Regions from separate parts of the Mus musculus genome. Here all the other regions are linked to region 1. Evidence: chromatin contacts called from public Hi-C data. All regions are on one chromosome and are shown on one strand. The core of a region is the stretch at or near the end of the contact, and the rest is flanking DNA. Distances in the headings are between cores, read along the strand shown.

Region 1 (3,415 bases), core at 562-3,061:
ATCCATCCATCCATCCATCCATCCATCCATCCATCCATCCATCCATCCATCCATCTATCCATCCATCCATCCATCCATCCATCCATCCATCCATCCATCCATCCATCCATCTATCTATCTATCTATCTATCTATCTATCTATCTATCTATCTCCATCCATCCATCCATCTATCTATCTATCTATCTATCTATCTATCTATCTATCTATCTATCTATCTATCTATCTATGCATATCTATGTATCTATTAGCATTTTATGTGTCTATCACCTATCTATCTATCTATCTATCTATCTATCTATCTATCTATCTATCTATCTATCTATTCATCTATCTATCTATCTATCTATCTATCTATCTATCTATCTATCTATTCATCTATCTGTCTGTCTATATATGTATCTTTCTTTGTATCTATCTATCTATCTATATATATCTTTCTATGTATGTATGTATCAATCTTTCTATGTATTTATGTTTCTGTGTATTTATATATCTTTGTATCTTGTATCTATGTCTGTATCTGTGTATCTATGGTCTATCTATCTATCTATCTATCTATCTAGATACATTTCCACTGCTGCACAGAGTAGGTCTAGTTTTGTAGTTAGACACATTTCCACTGCTGGGGATTTTATCTGGAGATTGGTTTCCTTTTGCATAAAGTGGAGTAAAAGTAGGATAGAGAAACACAGAGACACAAAGACAGCCACGGCAGCAACACAGATGCCTTCTGAGGCGGAACAGAGGAGGAACACACGCGTGAGCTCTGCTGGCCCTGGGACAGGTGGGAATGCTGGGGTGTTTTAGCCAACATGTGTGTGTGTGTGTGTGTGTGTGTGTGTGTGTGTATGTGCAATGCTTTCAAAGGGTCAATTAAAAACAAGACAAAATCCTCATGCTAGTCAGATAAAATTATCAGACGGGCAGATTTCTCCCGACATCTGCCAGGTCAAGGAGCCGGAAGGGAGGCTGGAAGATTGGGGTTTATCAGAGGCACGTTTTGATTCTCTGATTCTTGTTTTACTTAACATGGTTGAGGCAGGACAAGCACCTTCCCTTAGCCCTCCTTTACTAGGTTGTTCTTTGGTGGGGAAAAAAAAAAAGAATCTGTCTACTTGAAACTGGGACAAGAGCTAGCTAGAGGGGATACCTTTATTTCTTTTGCCAAAGATAACTCTGGAGATTAAAAAAGAATTCTCTTCGAGTTTACGAACCCAAGTCCCCACATGGAAAGCCAGCACACTGCAAGCTGCTTCCCTCTGGTGTCAGGTGGAGGCTGAGGAGGGGAGAAGGGAGACATTAGTGTCTGGCCCTCGGGAGCATGGAGGGTATAGCTGAACGGTTCCTAACCTTTCTCTTGCCCTGAGGGCTGTTCTTTAACCTCACGACTCTCCCAAGGCCAAGGCTATTAAATTCTATGCCCCGCAGAGAATGCCAGGGCATCTCCCCCTTCGCGGTATTCAAGAAGTGGGATCAGGTAAGATATGGGTCATTCTTGCCTACAGCTATGCTTTGTTTGCGTGACACAGTAGTTAAAAATTTTCGTAGTTTAAAAATTAACTCCAGGGCTGGAATGATGACTTATTTTGTGTCATGCTTGTCCAACAAGCTTGAGGACCAGAGTTCAAGCCCCTGGACCCACATAACAAAGTCAGGCCTATCTTCACAATGCCCACACTGGGAAGGCAGAGGCAGGACCATCCCGAGGGCTTGCTTGCCAGCCAGCATCTGGTCCACTTGCTCTGAGCCAGTGAGAAATCCTGTTACAAAAAGAAGAAAGACACCTCACAAGGAAGAACATGTGACGTGGTCTTTTGGTCTGCACATGTGTGTACACACGTGCATGCACACAGGATCACGATGTTCACTGTGGGAGCACGTGTACTTGCACACACATGCGCACATATATTGAGACTTGCCAGTTTATTCTATATGCCAGGGCTTAGAAGCCAGGGTATTTGGATATCTACATGAAGAGTAGAATTCATGGCTTCTTCTGGAATCTGAAAGCTGTCATTTTAGAGCCACAGCTGCCCTGCCACAAGTGACTATGGAAAATGTACCCACATTTCTGAAAGCACAGTCACCGTGGCGCCCATCAATCTGCGCCCAGCGCAGTCTGCTTTCCATGGCTTTTCACAGCTGACCCATCGTAGACAGCCAGGAATGGACGCCTGACCTCTGTGTTTATGGTATCGGTGGCTATGACGTAAATTGCTGTAAATGGCTCAGATACCATCTTTAATTTCAACAGCAGCCTGCTCTTTAGTTCCCGACTTTCCCTTTTAAAAGCCAGTATTGCTAATTATCCTGGCGAAGCATTCTCTGCTTTAGACTCGATAAAGTCCCCGCTAATGGATCTGATCTTTGGTAGGTTAATCTAGCAGATACCCTCTCTCTTTCTTTCCCCCTTCTGGTGTTTTCCCTTCCCCAGCATCCTCCCTGCCAACTCATTCAGCATGCGAGGAACCTTCAGGTGTTTCGGAGCCTTGGAGAACCTTCCAGGAAACGCTGCAAGCTTGCCATGTTGTCAGAGGCTAAAAGCACGATGTTCAATCCAAAAGCTTTGTGTAATTTTTTTTTTCAAATTCAACATTCAAGTTAAAAAACTTGGATGCTTCTCTGCCTTACATTTTAATGAGTAGCTTTTTCTAAAAGGCTTAAAAAAATAATTCCACAGGCACAAAAGTTTAAATGCTTTGCCCAATAGCGTGGCGTGCTGAGGGGACATGCTGTTTTTGTGCCATTTGAAAAGCGAAAATACGCAAATGGGGGCTGTTGGGATGGCTCTACGGTTAGGAGAGCTTGCTACTCTTGCGGAGGACTAGGGTTCGATTCTCCGCATCAACACTGGGTGTCTCCACTGCCTGTAACACCAGCTCCAGGGGATCTGACACTTCCTTCGGGCTTCTGTAGGCACCCGCATTCTTGACCATATACCACCACACACACATACATGAGCAAAAGTAATCTTTAAGAAGCCAACAGTACTCAAACAGCAAGCAGGAGCCAAGATTAGACAAAGAAATACTGAATATTATGTTCTCATGTCGTAACCGCATCAATGAAAAAAGCAAAGCAAGCAGCTTCTTATGGATTTCCCCCCATTGTATCATTTTATAGGTGTGTGTGTGAGCCTGGGTGTCTGGTAAACTTTTGTGAGAATCATTCTTCCCATTAGTTTTTGTTGTAATTACCACCATGCTTATTGTAATTTCTGATTGATCTTCAATTGGTCTTGCCTAATAACACTTCATCTTGAGGTGTCTACGCCTGCAGGCTGCTCAGTTATGTGGCAAATGATTTATCTATAAACGCTCAACACGCCCGGGAGTTCAATATTTAGAAGGATCTCTTTGTAAAGCAAGGAGTGCTTCTGGTGTGCAAATAATATGGTGGTGAGTTCTGCATTGG
Region 2 (3,415 bases), core at 457-2,956, 590 kb after region 1:
AAAAAAAAAATTAGGTAGGAAGTCAGAGGGCGGGACTTCCTGCTTTGTTCCTTCCGCATCTCTAGAACATTCGATTATCATGTTTTGATTTTTAAAAGGAAGTGGAGTTCCTAGGCAAGAGAGTGACAGCAAGTTTAAGGGGATTTATTGTTGGCTTCTTCTCCCTTATCTATCCCAAGCGCCCCTTGATTTATGGGGTTTATCCTATAGCTCAAGAACAGGGGTTGTTAGTGGGCGGAAGAATGCAGTTCTGGGGCCAAGGTTGTGGTTTGCTGTGTCCTTGAATGGTTACAGTTCTCTCTCTTAATATATTTTCTTACCTTTCGGTTTCAGCACGATCTGATTGCCAGGAAGGCTTTGCCTGTGTGTTGGGACCACTTCCAAATGCCACCTTGTGATCTTACAAATAAATCTAGTTTCAGTGAAAGAAAAATGGAAGGGGGCTCACCTTCTCTGTTGACAAAATATCAACAGGGACACAGGAGCACCTGAAGATGCAGTCAGGTCCTGTGAGGTGGGGCAAGGTAGGGGCTAGGGAGTTGCCTCCCACTAAAGTGAGATTTTCTCATGGGGTTTCTGTGAAGATCTCAACTCCCACTTGAGCCCCGAAATCACTAAACCCAGCTGTTTCTCCCCCCCCCCATGGCTGTGGGAGTCCTCTGCAGCTCTCTTGTATTAGATACACTCCCAGGTTCCAAGTTAGGCTTGATCACCTCCTTCAAGAAACATCCCACAGTCTCTCACATCGAAAACATAATCATCAGAATTTGATGGTTGAATTTCTTCCTGATATTCTTCACTTATTGCAGGTTTTTTGTCTTGTTTTGTTTTCTATTCCTGTCCCTACTTGTCTATAGATGAGTATAATAATGGAAGGAATCTGCCTCCAAGACTCCACCGATTGCCTAGTGGCTAAGTGTGCACTCAGTGCCTGGTGCTGGCCTTAGACCACTGTGTGGCTGGCTTTGGGGAAAGCTGTTAAGTCCACAAGATGGCTAACTTTGAGACTTATGGAGATGTGTGTCCTTGCTGAGACCCCACAGAAAGTAGATGATTCAACCTGGCATGCAGGCATGGAGATCTGACCCCTGTCCCTGCCCTGCTAACCTATTTGCAATCTCTTGGCTTTCGTGTCGAAAGACCTAAAGGCCTTGGCCTTCCCATTTGCTGATGCATTGCCAGACGGTCCCAAGCCACCTGTCATTTTGCCAAAGTCTAAATCCCCTGCCGGTCTCAGTTTTCTCTCCCTGGTAACATTCAGAGCTCATGTTGCATTAAATGGTTAAAGGGGGGGCGAAATGCATGTCACTAAACTCGTCAATGACAGAGTCGAGTTAGAATTAGGAAATTCTAGCACGGGATAATGCTTTTTGGCAAGATCTCATCTGAGCAGGAAGCCTGAACTGGAGAAGGTATGCAACCAGAGAGTGAGGGGCATCTGTTTGTCTTCAGTTCCTCTGACAGCCAGGATGGCTTGTTTGTGTCAGTATTCTCTGGGATGGTAAATGTGATCTCACAGAAAGGTCAAAGTCCACCAGACCTTTCTGCCTGCTCGGGGGCCCACCCCAGGCCTCTTCTCTCCTGCCCCCTGGTCCCTTCTAAATTAAATCACATTCCACTGCCTGTTGTTGGATAATGTCTGGACAAAATACTTTTGCACACACTCCTTGCTTAAGGCAAAGCGACTGGAACAGAGTGCAGCTGGCTATGGGCCATGGACTAATTGCTTTATGCCCATTTCCCCTCGCCAGAGGCACACCCAGCATTGAGGAATCCATGGCCATTTCCCAAGTCTTTTTCAGGTCTCTGACAATCAGTGGAACATTCACTGGGGTGGGGGAACCACCTGGATTGGGCGGGCGGGGGGAGCTACCTCTCCATAGGCGTCGGCACCTTTCCACTTGGGCTGTTTAATCTCCTGCTATTTTGATCCTAGTGATCTGGGTTTTTAATTTCCTGTAATCCAGAAAGGAATGTGTTCTCTTCCTTAACGACATCTGTGGGATCTGCCTTTCTTGTTCCAGACGAATCCTAACAGAGATGTTTTCGTCAATGACTGGATATTTTATTAGAAATCCAGAGATTCCCGTTAACTCGAATTATTTTCGTGGCTCTGATCAACCTTCAGCTTAATAATTCATGATGTTTAATAACCTGTTCAGATCATTGCCAAAATTATTGATTTAATAATATTTGGTTATTAAGAGTGGAAGATGAGGAGGGGTTTCTTATCACTACATCAAGTTCTGTCTTATTACCTTGCAATTCTTGAGGAGAGCCGATAATCATAGAGACCTTTAATATCTTGTCATTTTTCTTGGTAAAAGCTGGGAAATAGTTCTGAGTTTTTAAATAGGATTTGCCTTCACTTTTATTTCCATATTTTGGAGGCAGGGGGTTTTCCTGATGTTTTGAGCTACGGTCTCGTTATGCAGCCCAACTGACCCTGACCTTAAAACCCTCCTGCGTCCTCCTCACACCAGCTCGCTGGGTGATAGGCCTACGTAGCACAACTGCCTGCTCTCTTCATTCTTGAGCTTCAAAGGTTACAATGAAGACATCCAATCAACCTAATGAGTAATGACTGAAACACTCCCCAAGAGTTTTGGAGACACCATGCAAGCTCAGCCCCAAGTCCCTGCGGTTTCTCCGGCAGATTCCAGCGGACTCCCCTCTTCTCCTTTTAAAATCATCTTTAATTGAATCGTATTGTGATTACTTCCGCGGTTTCCCTTCTGGGAACACACTTTACAATCTGAAATTAGAATGGAGCTGGAAAATTCATCACCAACTTGTTTTGGCAATGCGGAGTTTCGGACCTCTTCCTCCTAGGACCTCCTTCAGAAGTCAGAGCTGTGACTGGGCCAGGCGGAGATCAGTGTTTCCTCTCACTTGAAAAATAAGTAAAAACCAAATGTATGGACTTTAAAATAACCCATTTAAAGACTAACCTTGATGCTGCACACATTTCAGTTCAACATTCCTAATGCAGAGGCAGGGGGATCTCTGTGAGTTTGAGATCAGCCTGGTTTACATCATGAGTCCCAGACTCCTAACCAGGACTTCGTTGTGAGACCCGGTCTCCAGATAAATTAATTAAAATGATGTCTTTAAGAACTTCATTTGCAAGTTGCCCTTATTGTTGTTAGAATATCCTTATCCGGGCCTCTTTCTGCACTAACAACTACATCTTCAGGCAATGTTCCAAGTGGAACCCTCTTTATCCCCAATTTTATTCAAGGCCTAATGGTGTTATGGCACATGTCCAAAACTTAACCTGTCAGGCAGTGAGAAACTTCCTCGTAGCACTGTGTCTCAATAGAAACTGACTTCCTGCATTGGAGATAAAGGATGATATGATACAGCCTGGGTTTAGGAGATCCTTAGAATTCCCCTACCCAGGGTTCTTTGTGTT
Region 3 (3,415 bases), core at 273-2,772, 520 kb after region 1:
GTGAATGGAACACACAGACCTAGCCCAGTTCCTGGATATGTTTTGCTCCGTTTAAATTTTGCCTTGCTTTGATTTTGACTTCTTATTCTAAACAGCACCAAGAGAAGCATCTTTGTATCCGTTCCTGCTCCCACATCCCCCAGCCTCCTCAGGGTAGTTCCCTGCGATGGAATTTCTATGGAGTTGGTCTCTCTCTTATGGCTTGTTGCCGAACCTCCCACAAGTGATAATTTATTGAGTATCGCATAAAGGGCTTGCTTTCTGGGGTTTAATATTCACTGGCTTTGAAGGCGCCATCGCAGCCTGTCATGTCTGGGGGCTTGCAGGTCCCCTCTGATATAAATCAAAACATTTGAGTTAACAACATGAGGCCTTGTCAGTCACTCACAAATTGTAGGAGCCTCCTCTGTCTTTGTCAATAACAAAAGAGAGAGAGAGAGAGAGAGAGAGAGAGAGAGAGAGAAAGAGAGAGAAATTACCCCCAAATGGCATAAAAAATTAGGAATCAGACAAGGAGTCATGAAAAGAAGACATGTGTAATGGCTGAAGGATCTCAGATGTGGGAGGCAGTGCATTCCCTGGGCTTGAGCTGCTTGGAGAAAAGGCTTGCAGCACCTCTTGTCGCTGTGAGGTGCCAGGGCAGCCATACTGAGAGTAGGCGCAGGGAAGACACTCACTGCCCCTGTGAGAACTGACCCTCAGCTCCGTCGTAGGAAGCACGGTTCGTCATCCTTGGTAGAAAGAAGGAATCACATCGTCTGATTTCCTTTTGTCTCTGCAAAACGGTTCCAGTGTTCAGCTGGTGGGTTCTGCACCACGCTGAGGGAATTCGGGTAGGGGACGGACACCTTAGTCCAAAGAAGTAAGACACAAACAGCACACACAATCTTCATTCTTGGTGAGTCTCCACTGCAGAAAGTCAAATAGGTTATGAAAGCCAAGGTTAGTAAAAGAAAAAAGGAAAAGAAGCAAGAGAAAAAAATCCATAGCCTCTTCTCTTGGAGAGAAGAATCTAGTCATGTGCCTGATACACACAAGACTTAACCCTTGCTGGTTCTGGGCGTTCCTTTTCTCCTGCTGCATCCCATGCTGCTTACCACAGAAGGGAATTATCCCCGCGGGCTGAAGTCCAACAGCCGTCAGACTGTGAACGCGTTACTGCGCGTCTCTATTTAACATTAGAGCCGATAGCTTTTTGACAGGTTTATCACAGATGAGTTCAATGGCCAGTCATGCAGGACAATTATGTTTGAGCTAATTTGATGAATCAACTTGATGTTCTCCCATGGTCCCCGCAGCCCTTTGGAGCGTATGTGCCCAATTCACTCCCCACCAGAGGTCAAAAAGGAGCTTTGAAAGTTGGGTAATAGCATCACATCTGAGGGACTGTCTGGTTAAAAAAAAAATGCTCTTGCCTGATGCCAAGAGTGGGGAGAACCATTTGGTAATATCATTAGAGACATCTGCCAGGCCCCTGTCAGTTGTGACATAGGATTCCAGAGGCCAGCAAGTGTCCTGTGAGCCTGTGAATAATTTTGTGGTGAAGCAAGCACAGAGTTCATCCTCCAAGCATTTAGGGGGTGTCAGACCCTGGGGAGAGATTATTTCTCGTTGCTGGATTGAGTTTGAACTGGGTTTTTGAGAACAGACAAGGAGGCATAGAGAATTCCTGGGAGCCCCTTTCCCCTCCTCCTTAGTAGCTTTTCCCAGCTCCCTGCCTTCCAGGAGGCTCCCAGCACAGCACTTGAAAGCAGGGTAGCAGGAACAAGAAACACAGCCAGGCACAAAGCTCACCCTTACCACGTCTCTTCATTTCGCAACGTGGGACCAATCAGTTATCATTCTAGAACTCTCCCCATCCTGTGAAACATAGATAACAATGGTCCATGCTTCACCAAGTCGCACTGGAACCAAATACAGCCACATACCTCAGCGAGACATTTTTCTCGAGGGTAGCTCATGTGCGTGATGGTGGCCTTGTAAAGGTTACAGAAAACCTGGACTCTTCCTGCAGCCCGTGATCGTGTCACCACTGTAACCCTATAGGGGATTCCTCCTGTGTACCTGGGGATGGCTCTGTTAAGAAAAAGAAACCTACCCAACTGCCAGTCATAAAGAAGTAGAGTATGCCAGCAAGGTTGCTCAGAGGGTCTGGTGTTTGCTGTCAAGTCTGACAACCTGAGTTCGAGCCTCAGAGCCCACACAGAGATGAAAGGAAAGTGTCCACTCCTGAAAGAAAGTTATATATGTCATCTAACTTCCACATGTGCCTCTCTCTCCCTTTCTCTCTCTGTCTCTCTCTCTCTGTCTCTCTCTCTCTGTCTCTGTCTCTCTCTCACACACAGAGAGAGAGAGAGAGAAAGTGAGAGAGAGAGAGGGAGAGAGAGAGAGAGAGAGAGAGAGAGAGAGAGAGAGAGAGAGAGAGTGAGTTTCAGTACTTGGGAAGATAAGGCAGAAGGATTCCGTGAGTTTCAGGTCAGACTGGACTATATAGTAAGTTCCTGGGCAGCCTGGGGTCTAGAGCAAGATTCTGCCACTGAGTGAGTGACTGGCCATACAACGACGCTGTGTTGGTGACAGTGAACAGTCCTATCCCTGAGTTGTGGCTCTGTAATCTTTGTGCTTTGAAGACAAACTTGACTATCAACAGACTTCCGTGTTTTGCCAGCAGCAGCCTCACAGGTCTGGGGAATACTGATCTCTGGCTTGAGCCATTCCACCCAGGCTTCTCTCAGTGCCAGCTTTGAGGTCTGTATATGAAACAGACCAACTGATCCATGCTTCCCAGAGCCTTTCTCCATCTTGACAGCTCAGGACAGAACAGGACAGCAGTCCATGCAAAAGATTGCAAACCCAGCCTCAGACTCAGATTTCCAAACACTAAAATTCTCTGGCCTGCTGTAGACAACTGGACACCGGTAACTTTCTGCTGTCAGAACGGGCGGGCACAGAATTAATTCAAACACATAGTGTAAAAATGCTATTTTTTTAAAAGGGTGATTGACAGCTGGTATGATTTTCTCCAAAATCATTAGGAAAAAAAAAAACTCAAAAAACTATGACGCCATCAGATAGTAAACCCAAATTTTGATATTGAGGATAATGTCTTTTTTAATAGTTGAGAGTTACTTACAGGTAGAGCAAGCTACAGGCAGGCAGCTCACAGAACCATAAACCAGAGTTTCCGGAAGTTTTTACTCAATGAGTATTGAAGTGACAGAATGTGACATAAGTCTCCCTGTGCGTTGAGTGAAGGTGTAAGGCGAAGAGATTTAGGGTCATCACCTCCTACAGGGTGAGCAAGTCGCGTGATTGTGCCTGCGCCCTCCGCACTGGTCCATTGGAATGGGTGAGCTGGAGTTGTACAGACTGAAGGGCCAGGGTTGAGTCTGGCTCAAGGCTTCTGAGCTCATCG

What was found. A called contact is a pair of places that touch in the nucleus more often than the background predicts.
Region 2: a Hi-C map of the N1E-115 cell line shows a contact between it and region 1, with 5 times the contacts expected there. The contact joins two enhancer-like sites. A contact is called at or near these places in 2 of 484 Hi-C or Micro-C datasets (the HPC-7 cell line and the N1E-115 cell line) and 1 of 115 datasets of contacts at active chromatin or transcription factors (embryonic stem cells).
Region 3: a contact with region 1 is called in a Hi-C map of the N1E-115 cell line, with 3 times the contacts expected there. The contact joins two enhancer-like sites. A contact is called at or near these places in 1 of 484 Hi-C or Micro-C datasets (the N1E-115 cell line) and 1 of 9 other capture datasets (embryonic stem cells).

The regions. Positions count from the first base shown.
Region 1 is chr2:169,162,825-169,166,239 of GRCm38.p6, forward strand. No RefSeq gene overlaps it. Among named protein-coding and RNA genes, the nearest start is that of 9430093N23Rik, 70 kb to the right of the region's middle. Within about 2 kb of position 1,812, at least 1 of the 459 cell types and tissues checked has an H3K27ac peak or open chromatin away from gene starts, as enhancers often do. A contact at or near this core is called in the N1E-115 cell line, where this site is marked.
Region 2 is chr2:169,749,580-169,752,994 of GRCm38.p6, forward strand. All of the region lies in intron 1 of Tshz2 (teashirt zinc finger family member 2), which reads left to right. Among named protein-coding and RNA genes, the nearest start is that of Gm34344, 84 kb to the left of the region's middle. Within about 2 kb of position 1,707, at least 44 of the 459 cell types and tissues checked have an H3K27ac peak or open chromatin away from gene starts, as enhancers often do. A contact at or near this core is called in the N1E-115 cell line, where this site is marked.
Region 3 is chr2:169,685,744-169,689,158 of GRCm38.p6, forward strand. The region is part of intron 1 of Tshz2 (teashirt zinc finger family member 2); the gene reads left to right. Among named protein-coding and RNA genes, the nearest start is that of Gm34344, 20 kb to the left of the region's middle. Within about 2 kb of position 1,523, at least 15 of the 459 cell types and tissues checked have an H3K27ac peak or open chromatin away from gene starts, as enhancers often do. A contact at or near this core is called in the N1E-115 cell line, where this site is marked.